Regions from separate parts of the Mus musculus genome. Here region 1 is linked to region 2. A link is a contact called in public HiChIP or PLAC-seq data. All regions are on one chromosome and are shown on one strand. The core of a region is the stretch at or near the end of the contact, and the rest is flanking DNA. Distances in the headings are between cores, read along the strand shown.

The links. HiChIP or PLAC-seq counts read pairs in DNA pulled down with a chosen protein or histone mark.
Region 1: a contact with region 2 is called in an H3K27ac HiChIP or PLAC-seq map of oligodendrocyte precursor cells, with 10 times the contacts expected there. The contact joins two enhancer-like sites. A contact is called at or near these places in 2 of 115 datasets of contacts at active chromatin or transcription factors (fibro-adipogenic progenitors and oligodendrocyte precursor cells).

Annotation. Positions count from the first base shown.
Region 1 is chr12:120,014,027-120,018,873 of GRCm38.p6, reverse strand. It overlaps Tmem196 (transmembrane protein 196), which reads right to left. Exons shown (of 5, transcript NM_001294154.2): 3 at 3,872-4,126; 4 at 2,668-2,741; 5 at 1-364. The coding sequence ends at 358. Among named protein-coding and RNA genes, the nearest start is that of Tmem196, 70 kb to the right of the region's middle. Within about 2 kb of position 3,478, at least 33 of the 459 cell types and tissues checked have an H3K27ac peak or open chromatin away from gene starts, as enhancers often do. A contact at or near this core is called in oligodendrocyte precursor cells, where this site is marked.
Region 2 is chr12:119,162,075-119,166,987 of GRCm38.p6, reverse strand. Itgb8 (integrin beta 8) reads left to right here. Exons shown (of 14, transcript NM_177290.3): 12 at 127-233; 13 at 3,488-3,651; 14 at 3,749-4,185. The coding sequence ends at 3,871. Among named protein-coding and RNA genes, the nearest start is that of Itgb8, 74 kb to the left of the region's middle. Within about 2 kb of position 2,532, at least 73 of the 459 cell types and tissues checked have an H3K27ac peak or open chromatin away from gene starts, as enhancers often do. A contact at or near this core is called in oligodendrocyte precursor cells, where this site is marked.

The DNA of each region.
Region 1 (4,847 bases), core at 2,229-4,728, 850 kb before region 2:
ATGCTAGTCAAATGGTGTCTGTGTACAGTATTAGTCACTGCTATTTCCATTTAGTTTTTTGGAGGAATCTTCTTCATAAAAATTGGTCAGTATGCTGAGATGACTAAGCTACAACATTTCTGGAAAGTTTATACCCTCTAGAAAGGGATAAAGGGTGAGTGAGGCCAAACTGAGAAGGAATAACTTTAGTCGATGCCCAGGAGAAATAAGAAATCCAAGAGCCATTTTAACTGCTACTCCCAGGTCTTCAGCTTCTCCTGCCTCATGAACAACCTGAAAAATGTTGAGTTCTTTAAAACATTGATTGTACTCTTCCATTAAACATCAGTTGCGGTGCTCCATTACTCATGTTGTCTGTCATTTCCTGTTAGCAAAATTACATGAATTAATTAAAACTCACGTTAGAGTAAAACATTGATATGCTTAATAGAAACACAAAAATTACAGGCCATTGAAAGCCATTTTTTTGGAGGGGGAGGAAGGACAAGAATAGATACTGTTGTGATTTAGGAAATGAAATTTCATGGCATCTTGTAGCACATGAAAATGCTGAAGTGACAGCCTAGGTTTATATACACAAATTAGTTCACTCTATCCACATGCCCAATCCCTGTTCCCCCCGCCCCCTTTCTTCAACCCTTTACTGGAAGGTACTAACCTAGAACAAAGATGCCTAAGTGACCAGGTTTTCCCAATACCCAAACTCTTCTGTCAAGCACAACAACAAAATACCAACACATTCTATAGGTGTTTATAGAAAACCATGGGGCCTTTAGGTTTTCAGTGAGAAGATGCTTGTTGTGTTTAGGCTTTATTTTGTTTTGAATGGGTTCTAGAGAAGTAGCCCGGACTGGAATTAAACTTGAATAGCTCAAAGTTGCTTCAAGCTTGCAAACCTTCTGCTTCAGACTCATGAGTGTTGAAACTCTCAGTGTAAACCATCATGGCTAGCCAGGAAAATTGTTTATAACGACATGGTCACTTTTACAGTAAAAAAGTAACAATGAAAACTTGGGGCATGTTTTTAAAGGACTCAGAGAAATGTGCTTGGGAGGACATGAATATACAGATACAAAAAAATGAAGTAACATAAAAAGTTTCATTTGCAACTATAGAAAATACTAGAATCTTAGATGACTTGAATTCATATAGTTTGTTTGTTTGTTCATTTGGTTGATTTTTGAGAGAAGGCTTTATGCAGCCCAGGCTTGTTAGACACATACTAAGTACCTGGAGCTGGCCTTGAATTTCTGACCCTCTTGTTTCTACCTTCTGAGTTTTAGAAACCCAGGCATGTGCCACTGTGCCTGGTCTACAAGATGCTTGAGATACTAGGCAATAACTCTACAATCTAGGTCACTTTCCCAGGTCCTGAGTTTATGATTAGGGGCCAATTCACATTTACCATAGTACATGTATTATAGATAGTATATTAGCAAATTTGTCTATTATGCAAGATTTACAATTCTGTATTTTAAGAAGCTGACTTTCAAAAGGGTGGCAAAAATATTTCAAGTGAAGCTGTTTTCTTAGTCTTCTGCTTGCTACCCATTTCTATCTTGTTTCTGTCAGGGAGACTTCTAAGGATGAGCACAGTGAAAACGGGACTAAAAATGTGGAATAATTGGGCTGGTATTAAGCTTATAATGATAAAAGGTGATTGACAGAAAAATTAGCCAAACTCAATTCCCAAAATTAATATAAAATTTAATGAAGCACATTTTATTTTATCCTGCTAGAAGAGAAAGAAAACTTCTTAGTAAGTACATAGAAATAAGAATCTCAGTTGCCTTTTCCATTCCCTAAAAAGACTTCAAATAAAAGCCTAAAGCTCACACAACTAAGGTATCAATATTTTCTGTAAGATTTTAAGAAAAATGTTTTCTAAAATCTTATAAATTTAAACAATACTCTTAACAAAATTCATTCAATCACAGACACAGTAAAATTACCATTAGAAAATAATAGCGAAAGTTAGTTTTAAATGGATGAGTCTCATCATTTCATTTGCAAATTGGCATTTACAATTTAATAAGACCATACTCCTAATCTGGGCAAGAACATACTTGGACATTTATAAATAAATATACTTCTTTTAAATGGACTGCAAATGTAACTTTCTGCATTTCCAGTTATTCTCTTTGGCCAAACTAAGAGTCTTGAATATTTATTGTTAACAACTGGAAATATGTGAAATGAATTGGAATATCAGATAATTTTACCAAAAGAAAAATTACACACAGACATTTTACTATATTAATGTTAAACTTTGGCTATTGGTTCATGCAATTTTGGCATGATAGAATTACAGTTTGTCTTTATCCAGACTCATCTATTATTAAAACAAAAGTCTCATCTGTGAATGATGGTACTGAGTCAGAATTGTGATGCAGCAGAGAATAAAGGGAATAGTGAATCATCCAAGCAGTACAGTACTTGGATGCTTAGAGGCAGGCTGAATATTTGAAATACTCAACCAACATTGAAGCTGTAAGATTTTGCCATGTAGGTTTATGTCTGTTCCTCAGAGTAACCCTTCTAAAAGTGATACTTTGAGGAGCACACAGCATCAGTCCAGACTGATCTGTGGATGCCATGGCTTTCTAATAGAGGCAGTGCTTCCTGTAGCAACATTACAACATGGTAACTCCCTAGAAGTCAGCGTACCTTGTAGGTAACTCTGGTGTCGGGGGCACCACCGGGCAGCTGGGCAAGTCGGTTATTTCAATAGCCCTCAATCTCTAATGTAAATATAACAATTATACAATAAATATTGAAGAAACATATGCAAAGAAAAGCTAAATAACACCAGCATAAAAACAGAATATAAAGGAGCTGCTATCATATGCAATAATCTTCTATTTTAATAACCCACTTAAAACTAATAAGTCCTTTTATTTTGAATGACATGTACAAATCTGACCACAATTGCTTCCTTGGGACAATCAATGAGAATCTCTTCTCTGTATGTATAGATATACAAAATAAAGACAGATGAACAACAAAATAAATATTTAACTTGAAAATAACATGATGATATGCATAACTCTTGCTACTATTTCTTTTATGCTATGACTGTATGATTTTATTTTCAAGAAATAAATCAAAATGTAATTTTCCCATTATCTTAGTGAGTTTTACAGATGTTTATCTTTTCCTGAATAGATCAAGTAATAGGAACTGAATTTAAAAATGTGTATCAAACTAAATGTGTTAATAGGAACACATTCAGATCTTTCTATAATGTTTGCTCCTTAATGCAACTAATGTAAGTTTCTGTTTGAATAGGTTTCATGAAACAATTATGCAATCAGCATTTTGTAAAATACAGGCAAAGCTATACAAATATGCATGAAGTTTAGACGAGAATTCAATGAAGCTTTATATGGATTGTAATATCTTCACTGATAGACAAGGCTTTTTGTTGCCTCACTAAAGAGCCTCTTTTATGCTTGAGGACCTAATTTACATAATCAAATGCATCTACTTATAAGCACAAAGGATGTACTGGAAAAGAGAATTCATGTGATTTCTAAAGCTGGCATTATTGAGTGGAGGCTGTATTTAGTTTATGTTTTTCCTCACTATAATACATAAAAATCCATATTTATAAGGTGCTTAATATTTTATAAAATGCCATTTTAGGAGCTATGGTTTCAAATAGACAGAGGCTACAAAATTCTGCTGAAAATGGCTGTACTTATGAATTGCAGAGAAAACTAATTAAAAACCCCTGCTCTTAATATAATAGGGTCAGAATTACAAAATGTGATTCCACAAATTGCCATGTAAGCTTGCAAATTGATCCACCTAGATTGTAGTGTTCATTGCATGGTAGCAGTGTGAGGCAAAATGAAAAAGAAAAACTCACTTTCTCAGCCATTTCATGAGAGTGATGCAGGGAATGTTCCCTTTCTGAGAACATCCTCCTTTGCTCATAGCTGGCTAGACGACAAGTGAGCCAAGAGGAGACAGTGCAGCCCCCAATGCCGATACATGCCAAAGACATGGAAGCGAGATGCAGTGGGTACAGGGAGGAGGTCTTTTTTGTGACTGCCCGAAGAAACTGAAAATTCAGGATGCCTCCAATGAGTCCACAGATACAGCACGCTGAAAAGAGGATCATCTAAGAAAAAGAAGAAAAGGGAAGTTAAAGTTGATAAGGCTGTGATGTCCAGAACATAGAGCCTGATGTTGCTGCAGGCTAAGAATGGTGAACCTTCAATGAAAAGAATACTCTTTCTTTGTTTATAAGGAGGTAGAACAGGTGTGCCTGTCAGTAACGACTTCATTCAGTCTGACATAATGTTGATAAAGTACATCATAGAACTTCCAAAATGGAACCAATAGTATATCTTATGATACTCTGAAGGAAACCAAATTTAGCTTTTGGCTAGTTTCAGATGAAAATAATAACCATGTCCTATATGCATGCTTATTGTGTGAAGAACAGATATCAGCTGCATGATTCCTAATACAATATAACTGTATTATGCACGTATGAGATATTTGTACAATATGTTGTATAATACAATAGTAATAGTATTAGTGCATTTGGAAGAATGAATAGTGATCAGGTCAGATTCTTTGACTTAAATTCAGCTTTATTTTGTTATCTTTTCTAAGCATCCAAGTATCTATAATTTTCAACCTCGGTGAACTTTGGGAATTTATCTCAATCTTCTTTTTTTCTTCATTACTTTCTTGTATATATCTTCTAATAGGTATCTTAGGGACTTTCTATAACCTGGCCCAGCACCATTCAATTATTTTTGTTGTTCTCTGGCACCACCGTGAACTGTTACAGTGTTGTTTGATTGAGTGTGGTTTTTACTGTTGATCTTACA
Region 2 (4,913 bases), core at 1,283-3,782:
GCCACCATGCTTTGCTAATGGGTTCAAAATTTGTCCATTGGTTATTTATTTTTCACAGGGTTAGGGTTAGGAATATTCAGTCTATTGACTTTTTAAAGTAGTAATCCTTTCATGTTCCTTGAACAGGAATTGTCTGCAGTGCCTTCACCCTCACAATCTGTCTCAGGCTGCCCTTGATCAGTGTAAATCCTCCTGTGCTGTCATGGAACAGCATCGCATGGACCAAACATCAGGTAAGTCTGAGGAGACTCCTGGGGCAAGGAGTTACCATGTACCTTATTCCTGAAAGAAGGAACAGTGGCTTCATATTGATTCCATTGTAAATTATTGGATTCCTTTTTAAAACAACTCTATCACTGTGTCACAGATATAAACAAAGAAACAGAAACAAAAACACACCCTGTTCTAATATGTATATACAGTATTAAACTGAATCAGTAATCCATTTTTTAATCTCCCAAAGAGAAATACTTAGGTGGTGACACCTCCCTGCTCATTCGCACAGGCTCTATGTGCTGCCTGCCTCCACCAAGGACCAAGAAAATGAATTATCTAGAAGGACTTACATGAGCCAAAAATATAAGTTCACTGTGTAGAATAATGTCACTAAGAGCTCAGGAGCTATGGTTTCCCTATATAACCTAAATTTGTTTCTTCTGCTCACTCTTCACATATCTACAAAAACTTTATTCTCCTGTTTCAGGTAAAACACTAAAATTTTAAGTGATCATCTGCTGTTGTAGTATACCTAAGATCTAAGCTGTAAAACCACCTGTGAAATACAAGCTATACTTGCAGTCAGATCTTTGGAAACGTTCCTTTTGATTCTACTATTTCAACAAATAGAAAACCCAGCCCTGGAGAAATAGCAGAGTAGAAATGTCCTGCACATCTTATGAGTCTGAGGTGTAGCTCTGTTGGTAGAGCACTTGCCTGGCATAGGTAAAGCCTGTGTGCAATTCCCAGCACCACATGAAACTAGGCATCAGGTGACATATGAGAACTTGGGAGTTGGTACCCAGAGATCAGAAGTTCAAGGTCAGCCTCAGATACATGGGGAGTTCAAGGCCATCCTGAGCTATGTAAAATTCTTCCTATTAAAAGGGAAAAAAAAGAAAAAGAAAAAGAGAAAAGTGAAAAGAAAAAAACAACAACTTTGAGGTGGATAATTCTGAATTTGACACAGTGGAAAGAATGTGTTGCTTTTAAGCTAAAAACCTTGGTCTAAAATATAGTAAAGTAAGAAATGTAAGCACTTCTGCAAAATTTCTGTGGGCCTATATCTCATGTACAAAATAGAGGATAAAAAGTGTATTGAATAAAAGGTATGTTTAGTACCTCAAATCAAAGAGGATGTATAATGGGAAAGATGTGAGAGCTATGCTCAAAAACTACTTTTAAACAAAAATTTACTGGAGCACTCCCAAAAGAACTCAAAACACTTTGCACAGGTCTAAGCTGTAAAACCACCTGTGAAATACAAGCTATACTTACAGTCAGATCTTTGGAAACGTTCATTTTGATTCTACTATTTCAACAAATAGAAAACCCAGCCCCGGAGAAATAGCAAAGTAGAAATGTCCTGCACATCTTAGTTTCCCATATTTCATTCCCTTAGCCCACAGTGAATTTGGCTCAGAAAAGAGTCCCATGTGCTGCCAGCTCAGGCTGCAGCAATCTCTCCAGAAAGCCAAGTGCCTTTCTAATAAAGAGGGCCCCTACATATCATTAATTAAGTTAAGTAAACACTACTCTGACTTAAGTGTTGTTGCAAACAGTGTTCCCTTAAAACTCCTTAGAAAAAGACCTAGCCTGACCTCAGCTAAGAAAAGCATGACCAGAGGCAAATGTTGGATCATCATAACAACATTGGGGAAAAATGAATACAGACTTGAACCCTCAACGGGTCCTCTGGCTAACACATTCATAATATTTCTGAAATGTATCAAACTACAAGACTTCCCTCCCCTTAACAACTATTATGCAAGGAAAGGAAAAGAGCATTTGTTAGGCACCTTAATTATTTGTCCACTCAACCACTCTTACAGGGTCTTCTTTCAGTCTCTCTGGCTAAGCTCCCATCAGGCAAAAAGCCAGGATAGGGATCAAGCCACGTGCCCCTCTAAGGATTGGCTTAGCTGATGGAGTAGACTAAGTCAGCCAAGGGATATCACAATCTGTCAGGACATAAGCTATGAGGGTCACTAACCTGAAGGAAAGAAGCTGTAAAAGATCAAATAGCACCACCTTTGGACACACACTTTGTATTCTGTACTCATAATATCTTTAACAAGGAAGCATTGTACCATACTGGCATCTGATGTTCCCATTTCAATGAATAGGAATGGGCGTGTTTTTTAACTCCACAAAGTCTTTTGTCACCAATCACAAACAATGGTCTCTATTAAGTCCACCTAGTTGTAGAAGATCTCTTGCCCCCATTATTGAAACCTTGCCTCATTTAAGAGGCATGCTGGGTTAGCATTGAGCTTTGGAGCCAGAATCAGCTATGACTGGATGCTACTATGCTCATGGCCTTGGCACATCCTCTCTCTAGATGCTCTTTCCTAGGCAACTGCAGCATTCAGACCAGGTCCCTGAAGCGTGCAAAATGGGTGGAGAAACACATGCTTCAGTCCAGGAAGTGTTTTATGAATCTGGGGCAGCTTGTGAGCTCTGTGGAATACCCACTATTGTGCAACCATATTCCTCAGAGACTAGAGTAGACCTCAGGCAAGCACAGAGCTTATACAAATTTTTCCAGTGAGAGTTTGCCAGAGATCTGGTTCTAAAACAAAGGTCTAGCATTTTCCCTCTCCTAACATGGCTTTTCTTTCTTCAGCAAGTGATTATTGTTCGAGGAAGAACACATAATGAATTTGTGGAGGCAAACAGACTAGATTAGTGAAGTTAATTAGTAAAAAGTGAGACGAGAGATTTGGGTATTGTCCAAGATGCAACACTCCTACTTCTCAGAGTCATGATGTCTAATAATAATGAAATCTTACACCAGGGTTTAGAGAAAATATTTATTTCCCTATTAGAGTAGTACTGAGTTTGCTTCTGCAGATGTTTACTTTATTTTCCATTACTGCTGAGCAATAAAGGAGGAGAAAGCATAAAAGGAAAAACACATGCTGAATGCTTGGGGCTGCTCAATATCCTTTTTAAATCATGTTTTCCACATAGTACTGAACTGTACACACCACTATAGCTCTCTCAGTCACTGTTCTAAACAAACTTACATATGGGTAAGAAATTTTGACATAGCAAGCTACAAAAAAATGAAATATTTTAATTGTGAATATTCTCCAAAGAAGGGTTCACTGTTTTGAGTAATCAGTAATGTCAACCTCCTATTGTGAAAATAGAGACTTGTAAAGAAACCTGCTTTTATTATAAGAATGTAAACTATATTTATTTGACAGAAAACTTTGGTTTACTTTAAAAAAAATTTTAACCCATTAACTTGTCTCCTTTCTTGCAGAATGTTTATCTGGCCCAAGCTATCTGCGAATATTTTTCATCATATTCATAGTCACATTCTTGATCGGGTTGCTTAAAGTTCTTATCATTAGACAAGTGATACTACAATGGAATAATAATAAAATAAAGTCCTCATCAGATTATAGAATGTCTGCTTCTAAAAAGGTTGGTGAACTCGGAGGACAATTATATTAATTATATGTGACTGTGCACTTCTAACACTCAGCTCTGTTACTAATCCTAATATTTCTTCTCCATCAAGGATAAACTGATTCTGCAAAGTGTTTGCACGAGAGCTGTAACCTACCGACGAGAAAAGCCTGAGGAAATAAAAATGGATATCAGCAAACTAAATGCTCAGGAGGCCTTCAGGTGCAACTTCTAAATAAGATTAACAAACAAACAAAAACTGTTGGAAGCTGGATGGTTTTACAATTTATTCTAGCAAGTATAATATAAAGTCACAGGAGAAGACAAATTATATTGAAGAGTGTGCCATGAAGACTGGCAAGTGTCTTCACAACCATATGACTCACTCAGCTGCTGAAGTTTTCAGTGAACTATGTGTCTTACTACTGTTGGAGACTAGTGTTGTAGCACTTTATTGTAATATATAACTTATTTAGATCAGCGTAGAATGTAGATCATCTGGGAAAGCACTGATTACACTTTACAGGTACCTGTCAGCCCTGAGCTTCACAGACAAACACGAGGCTATGGAGCAGGTTGCAGGGTGTCACCACCACAGACTGGTGATCCTTCTGTACAACCTGCTGATGAAAAGCATCCAGGAGTAGTTGAAAGCAGTCAACCACACCCGGCAATTGGCATTGTCGAGCTGTGTACAACCAGCTGAGTAAGGGTTAGGCTTTCATTTCAGTTTGGGTGAACAGATGAACTTTAATCTAAGCGGTGTTGCTTTTGAAGCTGTGCAGTTTTGTGCATGCACGGGTCTGTTTTCTTCTCCTTTGAAGCTGCGTGGCTTTGTGCATGTACAAATCTGCTTTCTTCTCTTTTCCAAAATGGATTTTGACTCCAACATCTTCTCCTTTTTGCATTTAAATTCTGTTTTTCTTCCTTTGGAATAAGTTTATAATGTCACAAATGACTGGATTAAATAAGTGCTAAGTTACTACTGCCATAGAACCTATATGACAATGTCACTTTACTAGAATACTGGTTTTAAAGCTGAATGTTAATAAGGGTCACTGTAAGGTGTCTAAGGTCATCTAAGTCCATAGCTTCTTTGTCTGAAGATAGTTTATATATTCTTACCTGTCAAACTGGATGGATTGTTTCACTCTGTCATTGATCTGACCTGTAGCCCGAAATCCAAAAGGTGTCTACAAAACTGCTTCGAGCAGAGTACCCTCTTTTCTGAGTGTGTTCTCTTGATTTTTACTCCAAGATGATGTCAACAGTTTTCA